2 separate regions of the Zea mays genome follow, and region 1 is linked to region 2. Evidence: chromatin contacts called from public Hi-C data. All regions are on one chromosome and are shown on one strand. Each heading gives the region's core, a stretch centred on a gene start, on an enhancer-like site or on the middle of the called end of the contact. The rest is flanking DNA. Distances are from core to core; before and after follow the strand shown. Region 1 has its middle 91 kb from the start of LOC100275043. Region 2 holds the start of LOC100191140 (camouflage 1).

Evidence for each region. Hi-C and Micro-C count contacts between places; a contact is called where the count stands out from the background.
Region 1: a contact with region 2 is called in a Hi-C map of endosperm, with 4 times the contacts expected there. The contact joins the enhancer-like site here to the promoter of LOC100191140 in region 2. A contact is called at or near these places in 4 of 25 Hi-C or Micro-C datasets (ear, endosperm, leaf and 1 more).

The regions. Positions count from the first base shown.
Region 1 is chr5:86,338,933-86,345,053 of Zm-B73-REFERENCE-NAM-5.0, reverse strand. No RefSeq gene overlaps it. Among protein-coding and RNA genes, the nearest start is that of LOC100275043, 91 kb to the right of the region's middle. Within about 2 kb of position 3,768, at least 18 of the 20 cell types and tissues checked have an H3K27ac peak or open chromatin away from gene starts, as enhancers often do. A contact at or near this core is called in ear, endosperm, leaf and 1 more, where this site is marked.
Region 2 is chr5:86,242,197-86,249,086 of Zm-B73-REFERENCE-NAM-5.0, reverse strand. It overlaps LOC100191140 (camouflage 1), which reads right to left and starts at 4,155. Exons shown (of 5, transcript NM_001136576.2): 1 at 3,827-4,155; 2 at 2,651-3,056; 3 at 1,944-2,147; 4 at 1,081-1,258; 5 at 505-984. The coding sequence starts at 3,990. The coding sequence ends at 866. It overlaps LOC100275043, which reads left to right. Exons shown (of 4, transcript NM_001149243.1): 4 at 23-331. The coding sequence ends at 88.

The DNA of each region.
Region 1 (6,121 bases), core at 2,519-5,018, 96 kb before region 2:
GGGCCGCGCCGGGGGCCGAGATGTCGCGCCGCGGGACGGCACCACGCCGGGACGCCATGGTCGCACCATGGCCGAGACGCGGGGGAGAGGGCGAGGGGCGGGACGGGCGCGGGCGCCGCGGCCGCGCCGAGGCCGAGCCGCGCCGGGGACAAAGCGGGCGCGCCGCGTCGGCGAGCCGTCGAGGCCGGGCCACGCGGGCACGAGGCTGCGCGGCGAGCGCGGGGGGTGGGGGGGGGGGAAGGAGGGAGGGAGGGGGGCCGCGCCGAGCCGGGGCGGGACGCCGGGCCGCGGCCGCGCGGGGAGGGGCGGGCGCGCCGAGCCGGGGCGGGACGTGCGGGGCTGCGGGCAAGCCGCCATGGCCGGGCCACGCCCAAGCCGGGGAGGGGAGGGGGATGGCGGGGAAGAGAGGGGGAGGGGCTTACCGCGCGGGGAGGGGCGAGGGCGGCGCCGGACGGGCAGGGGGCTACGCGGGTGGGGGTGGGGATCGTGCGTGAGGGAGAGAGAGGGAGAGATTTTGGGGAGGGGAGAGGGATGACAGGCGGGGCCCACGGGGGGGGAGGCGGCGGCGGTTCCAACCACCGCGTGTTCCACGCACGGGGAGCGAGGGGGAGCTGGGCCGCCGAGGGGAGGGGCGGCTGGGCCACCGAGTCGGCCCACGAAGGGAAGGGGGGCGGCTGACGCAGCTGGGCCGCGCGCCTGGCTGGGCCGCAAGGGGAGGAGGGGTGGAAGAAAAGGTTTTCCCTTTTAAAATCTATTTTCTAGATGAATGGTTTCACAGTTTCACTCAATCAAAACAAATGCATGGTTCGGCATGGTGCAGCAAACAAAAAAAGTATTTCTAGGGTTTTGCTTTACACGAGATCTCAAGCCAAATCTCGCTATAACTTTGGAAAAGATCAAGGCTTAGCAAGGAGAAAAGGAAAAAGGAAAGGGTAACGCCCGAATTTGGTGAGTGAAGAAAAGAAAAAATTCAACTCCAAAATTCGGGGCGTTATAGGTGGGATGCGGTATCTTGAGCCAGGTTTTATAGGATTGATGGCATATCCATACAAACATGGTTCGTCTTTCTTTTGGAAGCCTCGTTCGAAAGAATCTCAAAGTTAAGCGTGCTCAACTTGGAGAAATCTGGGATGGGTGACCAGATGGGAAGTTCTTACTAGAAGGAAAATCACAGTTACCGGAGTTCGTATGACTGAAATATTGGTTTGGCAGGTCTTAGGTGAGCTGGACAGCATGATGGATGAGCAGTTGAATATTTGGGATGAATGACGAATAGTAATGATGAATAGTAAGATGAACGATCCAATGAATGCTGAATAGTTACTATAAACAATCCGATGAACGATGAATAGTCCGTATGAACGAACGATGAACGATGAATAGTTCGTATGAACGAACGATGAACGATGAATATTGACTATAAACGATCCGGTGAACGGTGAATAGTGACTATGAACGAACGATGAACAGTTCGTATGAACGAACAATGAACGATGAATAGTTGTATGAACGAACGATGAATGATGAATAATGACTATGAACGAACGATGAACGATGAATAGGGATTATGAACGAAAGGACGAACGATCGAATGATCGGACAAACGAACGATCGGAATTTCGGCAGCATAACGGCTAAACAAAGATTATTTGGATGAACGAACAGACGAACGATCGAATGAATGAACGAACGAACCATGAACGATCGGACGATCGGACGAACAAACTATGAACAGATGGACGAACGATCGAATGAACGACCGAACGATCCTTGTGTTTGTGTTGTGCTTGTATGGAAGTGGGAGTGGGGGGGAGAAGTGAGTTGCCATGAAATGGCTTGGGTAGCTTAAGGGGAGGCCCTTGCCCCTCTATTTATAGGCAAGGTGGCGTGGATTAGGGGGAGGAGGCGAGGATTATTGGGAGGATGCGAGAATTAGTGGGAGATAAGCATGTATTAGTCATGTATAAGTGAAATTAGCTTGTAGAGATCACTGTATGACACCAGAGGCGTACGTATACGTATGAGCATGAGGAAAATTATGAAGAAAATATTTGTAGAGACTTTGAAAATGATTCTAAAGGTATTTCTCAGGAGGAAAATATTTGGAGACTTATCGGTGGAATATTTGGGCAGTATTTCTGGAAAGAATTTGAGGAGGATCACTGGGGAAATATTTATAGGATATTTTGAGAAGGATTTTGGAGAGAATATAGACCACTATATTTTATTTGTTGAGATCAACTCGCAAATAAATATTTTAAAACAAAATTTCAAATTCATTTTGAATTTAGAGCGAGTTTGAGAAAATTTCAAGGTTTGAATTTTTGGGTTGCTACACGTCTCCACCTTCCTCCTCAACCACTTCCTCCACACGCCGTGCACGCTCCAGCCTCGCTCTTGGCCTCGCCTGCGGGCGGGCTCCGTTAAGGAATAGCGAGAGTTTGAGGACAACGCAGGATACTATAGTTGTTGCATCTAAAACCATTTTTCATGCTGGATACTTTTGTTGTTGGATCTAAAACAAATTTTCATGCGTCAAGGAGTAGCGTGACTTCGAGGACGACACAAGTATATGAATTATCTATTTAAAAGCATACTTAATATAAAAAATATTACTTTTCATGCTGGATACTTTTGTTGTTGCATCTAAAACAAAATTTAATTGGAAACTTGAGGTTAGTTTTGAATCAAAATATTTAGAACTAAAATAAAAAACAAATTAGAAAAGAAATAAAAATAGAACAAAAGAGAAAGCCTTACCTCAGCTAGGTCATCTCGGCCCAATAGGCCTTCTCCCCGTGCCGGCCCAACCTCATCCCTGGAGTCTAGCGCCGACGGGCGGGCGCTGCCTGTCAGTCGCTTATCGGCTTATGTGCACCCATGTGCCCTGCCCTCGCCGTTGTGTGGCACCATCCCCGCAGCATCTCTGGCCGGCCCGGTACGTATTTCGCCATCCGCCAAACCGTGCGCGCGTCCGCCCATGTGGGCCTGCTGATGCGCGGGCCCGCTGGGGCGTACTCTATCCCACACGCTACGTCGGTGACATGTGGGCCCCGGGATCCATAACCATCTACTTGTCAAAGACATCTCGGAAGATCAAGCTATTGCAACCGTCTGTCGTGTTCTCCATAGCCACCGTGTGCTACCCGGGTCTGTAGTTTAGTGTATGAATATGAACGATGTTGGGGGTCATAGGAGTAGCCGGGTTTGAGCCAAACCATACGCTGCCGCCATCGCCACCGAGGAAAAGCGAGAGGGGAGAGAAGAGAGCTGCTACCTTTGCTCATCGTGCATGACGACATTGGGGCATGGCCAGGTAGTCCGAGAGGTGGTTCGGAGTACGTTGGTGCTGGAGAAGGGTCGTTGGATTGCTCGTCGGCATGAGGCCTCCGCCGCGGAACCACCTGCGGCCGGGATGGTAGGACCTACGACATCTGCGCAGGTGAGATGGTTCAAAACCTTAGAATCATGTAGACCTCGGTAATGTTTGTCCTCGTGGCCCAGGGCGCCAGATCACCGGTTGGGTGATCGCCGATGGGGACTCCGCGATGTAGAGCGCGGCGGGGTCGCGTGGCATCACTGAGAGGAAGGAGGCGAGTTGGTGGCCGTCGGTCCTTTCATGGATGGACATGATTAGATCCCGAATAACCTTTTGTAGTTTTTAATCTCAACCATCAATCAGGTAGCGGAGGGATGAAAATAGATCAACGCGTGGCAGACTCTCGTCCGGGGATATGCGATCCAACGGTTGCCGGGTGCGTCGAGTCACTTAAACCTTTGGATCTAATCCTAGGCGTAAGGATCAGATCGGACGGGTAATATTCACAGATACCCCTTCGACCGTTATCTTTTACATAAGAGCCCTCGAGTTTAATTTAAACCAACCCGCCATCCATGCATAGTGTGAAGTAATTGCAGATCAGTCCCTAGACTTTCCAAATAGACCCCTGGGATCTATTTTAGTGTATGAAGCTAACAAAAAATGCATAGAATCTTGTAAATCCCATAACCCACTCACCTTAGCTCCAATTTAATCCGTTCAAGTTGCGTTAGTTTCGTATTAAAATTTCCTACGCATTAACAACATTTGCTTTACTGTTTTCAAGGATAATTAAATATTCGGTTAACCAATGTTTATTAAGATTTACTTTTCTAAATCACAGTTAATATGCTCCATCTATAATCTGATTAAAATATGATTTACGGTCAAGTTATAATTAGTATTAAAGTTAAATTAATTATTTATTTAACCTTCTCACATGATTTATATTGATCAACATAAAACATAGTTTTCATAAGCTTAATCACCTAAATCTTCCGAAAACCATATCTTTCAAACATAACTCTGATTTTAGTGATTCTTGAACATGCGATCTCGTAGCGACGTGCAGAATAATTTTACACATTTTGTTCATATTCTTTGGCGTAGTGTCACCATATCCATTATTTACTTGATTGTATGTATTGCTACGAGTACAAGCGAGGTGACGAGGAACTTGAAACCCAATTTTGGGTCAACATTTGGATAAAAGTTATCGCAAGTCATAGGCAAGTTGTTCCCTTGATCACTCTTCTTTACCTAATAATGTTCCTGTTAATCACTGTGACATGCTCAGGTAATTTGATGGGACCTAATAGGTTACCCTAGTTTTGTTTACCACACACCTTGCAAACAAATGAATTATTGGGTAGTTTGGCTATGCTCTACCTGGTTTTTGGGAAGTAATGCTATATGACATATGATCATGCTTTATTATATTTACTGAATTATTTATTGTTCATGATAAAATTATGGTGTTAATTGGAACATGGAGTTTAACTTGAGTTCACAGTGTTACCACAAGGGTGGAATGGGACACCCTTGGCCAAGTAATTAGTAAAGCTAGGGAGATATTACCTTACCTGAAAGGGGCAAGCTAGGAGCGCATTCTTGTAGAGTATACGGAGGTCCTAAGTCAAACTGTCTTTAAAGCTTTTCGGACGAGAGATTCCTATGCTTCCTTCTTCCTAACACCGTAGCGGGTTTTCTCGAACTAGTGAAACTTTGTAAAGGCCTCTCAGTAGATCCCTAGCCATTTACCTTCGAAGTGTCTAAGGGTCTAGCTAACCCTTGCTTCACAAGAAACACATCTTGTGGGTAAAGATGTGCAACCTCTATAGAGTGTAAAACTGGTATATCAGTCGTGCTCACGATCAAGAGCGACTTAGGACTCTCGCAAGATTAACTTATGGAATTAAACTTAATCTGTTATTTGCACTGCATTGTGGGATTTATTATCAATGGCAATCAATTACTTGTACTTAGTAACTGCTAATAAAATTTTGACCAACTTATTAAAAGCAACGCTCAGCCTTAACCATTCTCTTTGGTAAGCCTTACACTTCACATGAGCCCCCACCGTAAGTGAGCTCATGCACATTATTCCCCACAACTTGTTGAGCGATGAACGTATGTGAGCTCACCCTTGTTGTACTCACCCCCAGGTCAAGAACAGGTACTGCAAGATGAGTAGCACGAAGGATGTCACGATGAATTCATGAGAGGTCTAGGTCGTCGTCTCCCAGCGAACTATGGTTGCGGTGGATCGTTGTCGTCATATGATGTATTTTTAACTATTTTGTACAAAATCTCTACTATATAATAAAGATGTGACATTGCTTTCTGTACCATGAGTCATCATATGTGTAAGACTTGATCCTAGCACACATTTGATTCGCGCCTGGGTTTGCACTTAAATCTGGGTGTGACAGAAGTGGTATCAGAGGAATGTTGATTGTATCTACTTATACTTAGTAACTGCTAATAAAATTTTGACCAAATTATTAAAAGCAATGCTCAGCCTTAACTATTCTCTTTGGTAAGCCTTAAACTTCACATGAGTCCCCATCGTAACTAAGCTTATGCACATTATTCCCACAACTTGTTGAGCGATGAACGTACGTGAGCTCATCATTGTTGTACTCACCCCGAAGGTCAAGAATAGGTACCGCAAGATGAGGAGCACGAAGGATGTTGCGTTGATTTCTTTAGAGGTCTAGGCCATCATTTCCCAGTCAACTATTGTTGTGGTGGATCGTTGTCGTCATATGAAGTATTTATTTAACTATTTTGTATAGAACC
Region 2 (6,890 bases), core at 2,906-5,405:
TTTTGGCTTCCTGTTTGTACAGATGCATAGAGCAGTGACTGCTGAAGACCTGACTAACATGGCAGCAATGCAGAATCAGGACAAGTAGATTCGTTCTATAACGAAGCCATGCAATTTCGATTTGGTGAACCATCTCGACAAAGGATCTTGTAACAACCAACATGTTATTTGAACGCATCCAGTAGGTAATGTTTAGGCTTTGGGGTAAGATGCTTCAGGAGATCCTTGTTCAGTAGCATCTGAAAATGTCTGGGTAATTTAGATTGGGACCTGTATCAGACTATCAGTTATCTCCAATATTGTGAAAGAGTGCCGGTGTTGCCTTTGTGTTCATCTTGCCTCTATGTGATTGCAGAAAATAATAATAAAAAGGAATCATATTTGTTTAATTTTTTTAAAAAAAAAAACTGGAACATTTAGGGGTGTATGTGACATTCATGAAAGAGGCAGGTTTCTCCATTCTCATTTCCCCCAAAGAGGGATGTGACATTCATCAGGTTCATCTGAGAATCAATCAACAAGGCTAATTTTCCGAAGAATAGGAACATCGAATCTTACTCCCATGGTTATCATGAGCTCGCTCAAATATTCTTGAAACAACAACTATCTGCAGAGTCACATCAACTTCGACACAACATAGCTGTGCAGATACCGGCTCTCTCTAACCCAGAGTGCTAAAAGAACATGAGAAACAACAAAAGCTGAATGGGGCTGCTCAACATGAGTGGTAGTACAAGGCTCTAGCAGGAACTAGTAGTAGGAGAAAAAAAGAAGAAACAAAAACAAACCCCTCAACAACCTACTTTGGCCCTCGTTTTCAACCGAAAGGGTGCCAACTGAAATCGCGCATGGCCGCACATTCTGTTCATTGAAGGCTATCGAAGAAGCCAGGCCCAGCCTTCGCCTTCAGCTCGTGGCCAGCGTCTTTGCCCATCTCGACCATGTCGTCGAAAGAGTACGGTCCACTTCTTGCCGTCTCAAATACTGCAAGAAGAACCACGCAAGCAACAAAGCGATGTCATTCGATGACAAACAGAACAGGACCATTTTAAGATCCTCTCGATCGAAAATCGAGGATACCTTTAGATCCGTCTGGTGAAGACAGTAGGCCCCGGAATGAGCAGTTCCCGTCCTTGTCACGGTAAGCATAGGCCGCAATTGGAGTTCGGCAGTTGCCATCAAGAACTGCCAAGAATTCTCTTTCGCATGTGACAGCTAGTCTGGTATCCTCGTGGTTCAACGAGGACAGATACTCCATCTGCAGAAAAGAGGGCAAAGAATGGCAGATCTTATCATTTTCGGATACATATAGTGTTAAAAAGAAAGCCATGAGCAAGCAAGTGCCTGCCATGCTCTGCGTAGCTGCATAGTACATTCATGTACATTGCGGAATAAAACAACAATGCACACTCTGAAATAAGAAAAATAAAGGCCTACTGTAAGGCATAGTTGCAAAGATTAAATGCTTTCGGAAAAGCCACAGCATGCAACATGGCCATGATAAAAAAAGCAATAAATAAAAGATATTTGTTAAATAAAAATGCAAATAGTGGCATGACAAAGAGACATATCTGTGTGGCCTCAACAGCAATATATATACCTAGAATGGTTATTATTCAGGACCATAAAATGGTCAGACCCTGTCACCAGGGGGCAGGTCCACAGTATTAGTAATTCTGTCCCCTGACAGCAATGACCTGTGTAAACTCAATGAAAAATTACTGTGGGCAAAAGGGGCAATGACACAGCATGTCCATCATAGCTACGCTAGCGACATCAATGGTTCCTAATTCTAGATCCGCCCTTGCTTATCAGTTAATCAAAGTGGCATGCAAAGTCCGATAAAGAAAAGACAGCAAAGCTAGTGTCAGATTTGTACATGGAATCATGCAAGCATCATGTTTTCTCCATTTACCAGCATACTGCAACACTGGACGCCTTACCATTTTGTCATCGTTGCTTCGGCAAGCGATTCCAATAGCACCTTGGGCAACTGCCGGAAGCATTTCTTCCACTGATAGTACAGCTGTTGCATTTTCTGCCATTTTTAGCCGCCTTAATCCAGCCAGCGCCAACAATGTAGCAGACACATCTCCTTCCTTGAGTTTCCTTAACCGTGTCTGAACATTTCCTCTGAAGTTAACTACCTGCAAAACATTGAATACTGTTACTTAAGCGAGACTAATCAAGGTCAATGCCTAATCATAACACACTTCTAAATATTTTTTTAAAAATACAGATACAGGCTTCTAAATATTTAAGTACAGGACTAAGGCAAGAATATACAACTGTCAACCGGACAAAATACTCTTTATAACAAAAGAAAAAGAAAATTGCAATAATGCCTCTAGGATGGACATTTTTTCACATGTATGACATTGAAAACAACAGCTTCAGAATCATACAAATGAAAAATGTACATATTGGTAAGAGTTTTTTTAACAGTTTATAATAGAGTTAAAAACTGCAGCTGATAGAAAGAAGATCTATGTTCTAGACTTCAGAGAGTATGCAATGGGGGGGGGGGGGGGACACCGGACTCACAATACTGGGAAGTACCTATGAACACATCAGTAAATCTGGTAGCACTAAAATCACAAGTATAGGGGGTGAGGAGGGAAAGTGTGATGAGCAAAACCATCATACTTACTTTCAGTGATGGATATCTGTAGAGAATCTGAGATTGTCTCCGCAAGGAAGCACTTCCAACAACACTGCCAGCAGGAAGCTCCGCGAGCGAATTTGCAGTCAAGCATATGAATGCATCTCTTACATCTTCTCGTGGGAGGTTACAGGGCAATATTGTGCCTTCAGGTAGATATGTTGGAACATCTTTCATAGAGTGCACAGCTATATCAATCCTTCCCTGCAAGAGTGCATCATCTATCTCCTTGGTGAATAAACCCTTGCCTCCAATATCTGCAAGGGGTTTGTCCAAGATCATGTCTCCTGTGGTCTTTATGATGACGATCTCAATAGCCCCCTCCTCAGCTAACTCAGAGTGTGCGGCTTTCAGTTTTTCCCGAGTTTCATGGGCTTGTGCAAGAGCCAGAGGACTGTCCTAAATAACCAATGACAAGAATTACAAAATTTGCACATTCCAAATGAAAAAAAGAAACAAACAACACTTTAAAATGAAAACTTGGAAAGTGGAATGAACAATTTGTTTTGGCAGCAACTGTGAATTTTCTTTAGTAACTTTTTCTTGCTGCTTTTTAAAACGAATTCTTGAGTAACTTTTTTCTCAACATAAGGAAAATGTCTAAAAGGCGTAGAATTTCCACAAGATCCAAGAAAAGTAGTAAATTGGTTAAAACCGAGTCAAGGCAAAGACTGATAAAGACAACACCCTTGTAAACGCTAACATGAAACCACTAACTAGCATGAGAATAGCACAAGAACAATCCAGCCTCTGGTGTTGGCCCAAAAATAGCAGAGGTGAGATCTAAAACGTAGAATTTTGCCGCCATTCTTTAGCTCTATCAAGGTCAACGCCCAGTTACTACTGATTCGGAATTGCATCCTACAAAGCAAAGAAGCGCATCCTTCCTGCTAACGATTCTCGATGCTCCTTTGAACTTTACCAGACAATCCACAATGTTCAACACCTAATAAAGACGCAGTAGGTTCAGAGCCACATCTCAAAACTCACATTCCCGGACGAAGAGCTAAACGCAGGATCTATCAGGCACTCACAAGTCACAACGCATTGCCGTCCCCAAATTCAACAATTAACAGAACCTAAAGACACGATTTTGACCAGCATAACCACGAATTCATCGTCATCCCAAACAAAGAAACCGCAGAAAGGGTCGAATTCGATCACCTCCCACGCGTCCCAATCCGGATGAGTGAGACCTTGGCCTGAGCGCCGGCCTCCACGGCGACGGCAGCGCGCACGACGGGGCACGGCCGCCGCCGCGGGCGCGCGAGGCAGGTCGGCGAGCCGAGGAGGGAGTGGTGCGCGGTGGTGCATCGCAGCGAGACCATCTCCGGGCGTTTGGAGAAGATGGTTAGAGGACTGGGCGGGCGAGGAAGGGAGGAAGGAGAGGCCGAGATGCACAAGGGAATGCTCTCTGACGAGGTCTGGATTCTGATCTGGGTGAGCTGGTCACGCTCTCGGCTTGGATGAGAAGATAATGTGTCAGGATTGGCCAACCACAGCGAAGCATACTCAGCATGCATAAAACTCAACTTAAACCTAGGGATTTTCTAGATATATTTCCATTTATTTTATTTGTATTTTTCATAAAAAGTTTTCTCATGCTTAGAGCATCTCCAAAAACCTTCTCATATCTAGGGATGAAAACGAATGGAAAAACCCCTCTTCCATTTCCGTATCCGCATTTTTTCATCGGAAACGGGATCGGGTCCGGAATAGTTGGGAACGGAAACGAGAGCGGGATAAACGGAATTGCGAAAATGAACGGAAATGGAAATACTAACGGAAACTCATAATTTAATACAAATAGAAATGATATTAATGTTTGATAGTGATTGATTGGCAGGACAATAACATAAAACAAATAGATATAGAGAGACATCATTCTATTGTTGTTTGGTTGCTAATAGTGTACATTTAGCTACATCTGATGTTGTTTAAGACTTTAGACCACTTGTCATTGAAAAGAGCCGATAGTTACAATGACCACTTGTGCTATAATTTGTCAACTAAAGACATGATACTTTAGTTTATATACTAATGCATATTAGGCTCATCCCATATTTATCAAATACGGAATAAATACGGGTTCATTCCGGACAAAAACGGGATCAAAAAAAATGAACAGAATAAACCATCTCCCGTTTCCATATTTTTTTCGTAAATATGGAAACGGTCGGGTCAAATGTAGAAAATAGTATGAGTCAGAACGAGATTTTACCCATCTGTTTTCAACCCTACTCATGTCTAGGGTAATGATTTTCCTTGTTCGAAAATTTGTATCGCAGCTTACCTTGTGGCTATAGATATATGAGTTTTTAGATTCTCTACTCAAGGGATTCAAACACCTAAGGATCCCACTAATCTAATCATTGATGAAATTTATTTTGAGAAATGGAATTCTAAGGCCAAGAACACTCTATTTAGAGACCTTTGCAAGGATGTTTTCACTAGAGTATGTAACCATAGTGACGTTCATGATCATTAATTCGATATATGTCCACTTTGTGAAGGGACCAAGAGTGAGCGTGAAGAGTATTATCATTTAATCATGAAGAAATTGAATTATTTAAAAATGCTTCCTCGCGAAACTGCAAATGATATGTACTCATAGTTGAATGTTCTTATAGAGGAAGTTAATGGATTGGGGCTCACGCAACCCACACAATGATTATATGTTGTGAGAAAAATCTTGAGTGTTCTCCCAATCAAGAAGTATGGCCATATAGTCATGGTGTTTCACCAAATCGATCTATCCACCACCACCAATAGTCAAATCTTAGGGAAGATTAATGGTCATGAGATGTACATGCACATTCATGGTCAAGACGACTCTTCCTGAAACAATAAGAAGGATTTGTCTCTTAAGATAATCTAGGCACTCAACCACATTTTTTTCTTGGTCCCACTTTCTAGTGTAGATATTTGACATTGCCCCGGCCGGGCACGGTGGCCATGATTTAATGCCCTAAAACTCCTCCCGAAAGGTGCCATGCGCAGCGGAGAGTGGGACGAAGAAGATGGGGGTGATTTTACCTCAAATCGGGGCGGTGGCACCTTGCTCCGACGCAACCCGCGGCGCCCACGGTTTTCTCCAACTACGGCGAGCAATTCCCGGGTCTATGGCGGCTTTCCACCCGATTAATCCCTCACACAACCTTGCTAGGGCCCTGTCGGTGTTTTGGGTCCGACCGCGCACCCGGGGTTGCCCCTCAAGGTGCTTTTTGGAGTAGGACGGTATTACTGACTGTAGCTCGATGGTTCGTGCCAGATGCACGAGAAACAGTGGATAGTTGTGCACAGATTCAGGCCGCTTTGAGATGCGTAACACCCTACGTCCTGGCGTGAGTACTTTATGTGGTGGGTTACAAGGGGGCTCTCTAGTGTTGGGGACGTAGAGAACCGGGTGGATGGCTAAGTAATGAGATAGATCGTCTTGAAGGGGTGCCCCCCTAGGCCTTATATACTCGACCGTGGGGCATTACATGTGGATATGATAACAACGGGTGCCTAAGTAATAGTGAACTGACTGAGTCTATCTTCCTATAATTCAGTCGAACCATCCTCGCTCGGTTCCGATGTATGGGGCCCCTGCGCGGGAAGGTCGGGTCACTGTTGCGATCACTGCTCAAATTCATCGGGCCGTCTGGGCCTGCGTTGATCCGGCCTTGTGTCGATCCGCTTTATTGGATGTTCCTCCCAAGCCCACGAAGGGGTGACCTCGCGGATTATTGGGCCCACGGGCCCCTCGCGAGGTATCTTGTCCTTCTGGTGGACCCGGGGGATATTCGTCCCCCACAAGCCCCCGATCTTTGGGTTGATTTTGAAATAACCGGCCCAAAGATCCTAGGTCCAGCTTGCAGTCTCTGGTTTTAACAAGAAATGCCTTGGAAATAAGCCTGTCGGGTCACTACTTCTGAACTCTTAGTGATCCGGTAAAAACGATCTTTTACTGTCTTCTTCCGCTATTATTCCTCGAAATTTGGTGTTCTGTATCAGGTTCCTGCTTCAGAGGTCAGCATTTTGCACTGTAGAATTTTGAAATTCATTGGGTGCTCCGAAGGTGCACCCAATGGGTGTAGCCCCCGAGCTTCGAGTGGATTTTTGCAGATAATCCACTCGAAGGTCTTCATTTCAAGTCTTCTCAGAAATCACTTTTATCTTCCACTTGTGCTTTTTCAGAGGTTAGCCTTGCCTTAGTTTTGCCGTATGCTTTAGAGGTCAGCAA